2 separate regions of the Mus musculus genome follow, and region 1 is linked to region 2. The links are chromatin contacts, called in public HiChIP or PLAC-seq maps. All regions are on one chromosome and are shown on one strand. Each heading gives the region's core, a stretch centred on a gene start, on an enhancer-like site or on the middle of the called end of the contact. The rest is flanking DNA. Distances are from core to core; before and after follow the strand shown. Region 1 has its middle 77 kb from the start of Wdr11. Region 2 has its middle 13 kb from the start of Plpp4.

Region 1 (2,700 bases), core at 96-2,595, 270 kb after region 2:
TACTCTGAACTTCTGGGAGCAGAAGTGGAAAATGTGTGTGTTAGTTTATACAAAGATCACACAGTCTGCAATATGCATCCAAAAATCAATCAGGAAGAAATCCAACAAGTAATTGGAGAGAATATGAAGTTCAGAGTCAAGACAAAGAATATGGGGGAGAATGGCCATGAGATAGCCCCTAGACAGGATGGGGCGATCCTACACTCTGGATTTCCAAGAGAGGAATTTTGTTCCCTTTGTGACATCCCTGGACTCTTGCACTTTTTGTCCTTCGTGAAGCCAAAGAGAAGGAAGATTCAATTATTGAAATTAGGAGGACGGTTGGGCATGTTCAGTTTCATTTAGCTCTTTTTCTGGAGATTGAACCTGCTTCTGAGAATAAAGGGCTCTGATCCTTAGGCCTGGAGCATGCCTAAACAGCAAAGCCGTGAAGGATGCCCCCCTTGCTGCCATGATCAAGTGGGTGACCCTGAGAAGCTGTGAGGTTCAGCATGTTCAGGTCCATTTGATCCACAGACACAAAGCCATGCTTTCTACCAAACTCCCCTGGAGGAGCGGGCAGTACCATCTTGGTGCCACGTTCAGGTCTAGTTGAGGCAGCCATATAGCTGAGGTATCGGGATGAAGCTTCCTGGGAGACACACTCTCAGGGCAGATTTCTTGGTCCTCTGGATCATAGTCCTTCTGTCGCCTTCCTTATGTTGTTCCTAAGTTTTGAGTGCAGGGGCTGTGTTATAGATGTATCTCTGAGGGCAGGGCACCCGACTATCAGTTTGCTATGCATTTCAATGAGCTGTGGTTTTCTGTCTTGGTCTTTCTCTGTTGTAGAAGCTTCTTTGACAAGGGGTAGGAGTCCCACTTATCTGTGGGTTTAAGGATAAGTACTTAGAATGCAGTTAGAGAGTTTGCTGGTTTAGTAAAATGGCAGTAGTGAGTATTTTAAACCTTTTCATCCATAAAGGTGGGTAAGTACAGAGCACCAGAAGCTAGTCAGCAGTGCTTGTTAAACACTGACTTAGTTGAATTAACCCCACCAATATATGTACATTCTGACACATTCCTATAGCCTTGGAGTGTCTGGTGATGTATGGGTCAGACAGCTGGAAATAATGTCTTGTCAGATAAAGGGCGTCTTCGCACCAGCTGCTTCCTCCCCAGCCTCTCTTCCCTCTTAGTCACACCTTGCCTCTCTCCATCCAGTCATTCTGTGCTCCATGATACTGAAAAGGGAGGACAAGGTTTCATGTGAATGTTCCCACCCTTTCCGCCCCATGTCGACACAGCACTTGTCAGCAGTCCCAGGCACGTCAGAGGGCTGCACTCTGTGTTTACACAGGATCCCGAAGAGAGACATGCACTGTGTAAGGGCAGCTGGCAGGGGCTGGCCCTGGGAAAAGAGCACTCTCTGGGGATGGCAGGGAGGGCATCAGGGCTAATTGTTGCTATTTCAGAGACATGGGTACATCCAATAGCAGATCATGAATGCTAGTGAAAAAGCTACCAAACATCTAGGTGACAGAAAAACCCGACAGACTCAGGTCAAAAGCACTGGAAGGTAGCACTAAGAAAAGGACACTGGATATTCTTTGTTTAACATAACAGATGTTAAAAAGCACAACTTACTAGTCACAAACAAAAGACTATCACTTGGGCCAAGTTTGCCTACCACTCTCTCAAATACCATTGCTTGTCTCCTCCTAAACACCTGTGCCCTGTCCTGAGTGGATCTCAATATTGATTTACCACATAATCACTTCTTGGTCCTCATACGTGCAGTCCGTTTGCCTCCCTATACATTTCTGAACGATATCACCTATCATGCTTGTTGTGTTTGGTATGAATGGAGGCCTACCATGTACGTTCTTTGTGACATACCTCCTTCATTCTGCATCGTATCTGTGGGGCTCATTTGAGCAACTGTGTATAATTTCAGTTTCTCTTCTGACTGCTGTATTTTTAATCACATAACTAGAACATTGTAGTTAGCCTGCCATCCATGTAGTCTGCACAGTGCTGATGGGACCATTCTCATCTCTCTATGCTGATCTACTTATATAGAAGTTATCCAGGGATTTTTCTGGCGACAGGTTGTCTTGGGTTATTAGATGTATGTGTCCTTCAAGTTTAAGGGCAATGCCAAACTTTTCAAGGGGAATGTATCTAATTTCACCATGAGGGATTCTTTTGAGGCAGCCCCTCTCCTCAGTGCCTACTGCAGGACTCAGCATAACCCCTATTGCCTTCGAGCAGGCAGCTCCAGCTGGTATTTGGAGATTATTTCACACAAGAATGTGGCATTTTGTCATGCTTTTAGAGTTTCACTTTTTCCCTCAGAGGATGAAAGAGCATCATACTGTGTTAGTCAAAATGTCATTCATCTCCTTTGGACAGGCAGAAGGGCAATTTGATTGCTATCAGATAGATATTTTTCCTTCTAGAGTTGTGTATACAGAAGTACAGTTGTCACAAGAGAATAAAGAGAAGAATGCCTGAAATAATAGTCTGGTTTCTTTCTTAGACTCAGCTGATTTGCTGTCTACGTTTCCATAAAAAACAAAAGATTCAAGTAATGTATTCTACAGAGGGTCTGAGTCAAGACCTGTTACTGTTTTCTAGTTGTAAGAGAATAAGATAATCAAGAAACACATTCTAAGAAATCTAGTGCTAAGCCTGTCTAGAGAATTTTCCCAGGAGAAGGTA
Region 2 (2,700 bases), core at 182-2,681:
AAAGCAAGACATGCTAGCATGTGCCTGTAACCCCTACTTAAGGGAAGTTGAGACTAAGGCTCCTGGGGCTTGCTGGACAGTTACTCCTGTCATATTAATGGATTCCAGGTCTAGTTGGAGACCTTGTCTCAAAAAACAGTAAGGCAGAGAGTACTAGAGGAAGAAAACTGGTAGTGACCTCTGACATATATATATATATATATATATATATATATATATATATATATATATATATATAGAGAGAGAGAGAGAGAGAGAGAGAGAGGTTAGAATCGCCCCCAGGCAATGCAGAAAGATAAGCACTAAATTGCCACCAATGGAGAGAGAGGGGGCATGTACCTGACTTTTCACACCTGTGCATCCCTACATGGCCTTGTAGTACTGTCCCCTCCCCCACTCCTCAGTATCCTTTTTTTTTTTTTTTTTTTTTCCTGACAGGCTCTTAGTTGCTGCCTGCAAGTATCTTCACCTCCCTGCCAGGGCTTTTTCTGGCCTCATCATATGCTTGGGCAGAACTCCAGGAAAGCCAGATGTACTCAGTATTATATCCTTGCCCCTCATTCCCAGAGTGGCTCTGGAACCAGATGTTGTTGGATGCAAACTCTGGTCTCCAGTGAATCTGGGTGGAAGGTGAAGGTGACTTAGATGCCTTGTCTACTCCAGTGGCCCTAGAATGCTGAGTGTCACCTGCCAACAGGGTCCACCTGGACTGTCCCCTCTTCTGTTTTGTTTCCCTGTCTCCTACAGAGCTGTCTGGTATCACTTCCAAACTGACTACAAGTGATTATGGTCCTCATGATTTAGGACCAGCCTATGTAGAAACCTAAACTAAGACATTAGCACGGCCGTCTTTTGCTCGCTGTGTCCTCTTTCTTTCTGCATTCTCTCTAGATCAAATGTACTAGGATTTAGAGGTGGCCCCAAGGGCCCACTCTGATTGAAGTCTTAGTCACTAGTGTGAAGCTGTTATCTATGGAACTTTAAAAGGCACATCCTAGTGGGAGTTCTTTGAGACACGTGTTTCTGCAGAAGATCGAGGCCCTTCTCACTGATGCCAGCGTTCTCAGCTACATTTCTACCACAGTGTGTTGACACACACCATTTTCACCGGAGGCCAAGCCAGCAAGGCCACCCAGCCTTAGAATTTGAACCTCAAAAACCATGAGCCATAGCCAACTTTTTTTCTATATAAAATTAGTTGCTTCAGGTATTCTGTTGAAGGAAGGCAGAACTGATTAACACAACATAGAACAGAAAAAAAACAAAAAAACAAAAACTCTTTTCCACAGAATACTGACAATGGATTTTTAAATATCTTGCTTTGCAAACACAGTATATTTCGATCAAACTATTCTAGAAACATGAGAGAGATAGTAATTGCTCTCAGAATGAGTCACTTAGAAAGCTAATAACCACCTCCCTTCCACATATCTCTGGCAGGCAGGAAGCAGCCGAGCCTTTTGAGAGGACTGAATCGTGCCTCCGACACGGGGCATTATTCTGATGGGCCAGCTGCACATTTTACTTGGCAAAGTGTCCAAACTTGTCACGACACAGCTGACAGGTTCAAAGTGACAAGGACAGGCACTGGACTAGCACTGTTGTCCCCCTGTATGCATTCGATGCAAAGAGATATGCAGAGGCTAGCACATTACAATAACCTGCATGGAGTACATGACTTCTGATCATTGTCACCTTCATGCAGATGCCAGACCCATGCAGGAGCAGAAGGTGGCAATCTTCTCTAATGTTTATACAAAACTCAGCTTATGTGGCTACACAGGTTTACTTACTGGGGAATCCCTGGTGCACTGAGGGTTAGTATGCTCTTTCTTTTATATTGCTCATAACCATACTTTGATTTAAGACTTTACACGCTGATTTGAAACCACCATTTCTAATATGCAGTCTGCAGGAAGGCCAGCCCACCGACTTTCCTTCAGTATTCCTTCTCCAAAAGGAATAGATGGACACAGGCGAAGCCAAACAGCAGAAGACCAAGGCAGCTCTGTGGAGAAGCTTGTCCTAGTTAGCTTGTCACCTGAAAAAGAAGTCTCAATTGATTGAGGGTTTGTCTATATCAGATTGGCCCGTGGGCATGTTTGGGGGTGTGGTTTGATTATTAATTGATGTAGAAGGGCCAGTCCCACTGTGGGCGGTACCATTCATTCCCTGGGCAGGGAGGTCTAGGCTGCATAAGAAATCCAGCTAAGCATAAGCCTGAGAGAAAGCCAGCAAGTCGCATGCATTCCTCGACAGTTTCTGCTTCAAGTTTTTGCTTGAGTTCTTGCCTGACTTCCTTTGGTGATGGGCTGTGACCTGGAAGTATAAGCCGAATAAATCTTTTCCTCCCCTAAGTTGCTTTTGGTCAGAGTGTTTTATCACAGCAACAAAAATCAAACTAGAACAGAGCCTTACAACCAATCGATCCCACTCAGGCAATACAATTATTTCTAAAAGAAAAACCCGCTGCTCTGTTTCCTCAGTGCTGGCCAGTTGCCACATACTGTGTGCCCACCACTTACATACCTCACCTCACTGGGCACCCTGAATGCTCTGCAGGGCAGGTGTCAATACTAACATTGTTCCATAGGGACCAAAGCACAGGGAGGTTAGGCCAGTTGCCCGAGGTCACTTGATGGAGAGGGGGCAGAGACATTGTCGGAACCAATGTCCATTGACTCTGAAGACCACATCAAA

The links. HiChIP or PLAC-seq counts read pairs in DNA pulled down with a chosen protein or histone mark.
Region 1: an H3K27ac HiChIP or PLAC-seq map of VIP interneurons shows a contact between it and region 2, with 6 times the contacts expected there. The contact joins two enhancer-like sites. A contact is called at or near these places in 4 of 39 promoter capture datasets (cranial neural crest, embryonic stem cells, second pharyngeal arch cranial neural crest and 1 more), 41 of 484 Hi-C or Micro-C datasets (Sertoli cells, astrocytes, brain and 23 more), 12 of 115 datasets of contacts at active chromatin or transcription factors (SST interneurons, VIP interneurons, astrocytes and 8 more) and 2 of 9 other capture datasets (adipose tissue and embryonic stem cells).

What each region holds. Positions count from the first base shown.
Region 1 is chr7:129,513,491-129,516,190 of GRCm38.p6, forward strand. No RefSeq gene overlaps it. Among named protein-coding and RNA genes, the nearest start is that of Wdr11, 77 kb to the right of the region's middle. Within about 2 kb of position 1,346, at least 8 of the 459 cell types and tissues checked have an H3K27ac peak or open chromatin away from gene starts, as enhancers often do. A contact at or near this core is called in VIP interneurons, where this site is marked.
Region 2 is chr7:129,242,595-129,245,294 of GRCm38.p6, forward strand. No RefSeq gene overlaps it. Among named protein-coding and RNA genes, the nearest start is that of Plpp4, 13 kb to the right of the region's middle. Within about 2 kb of position 1,432, at least 3 of the 459 cell types and tissues checked have an H3K27ac peak or open chromatin away from gene starts, as enhancers often do. A contact at or near this core is called in VIP interneurons, where this site is marked.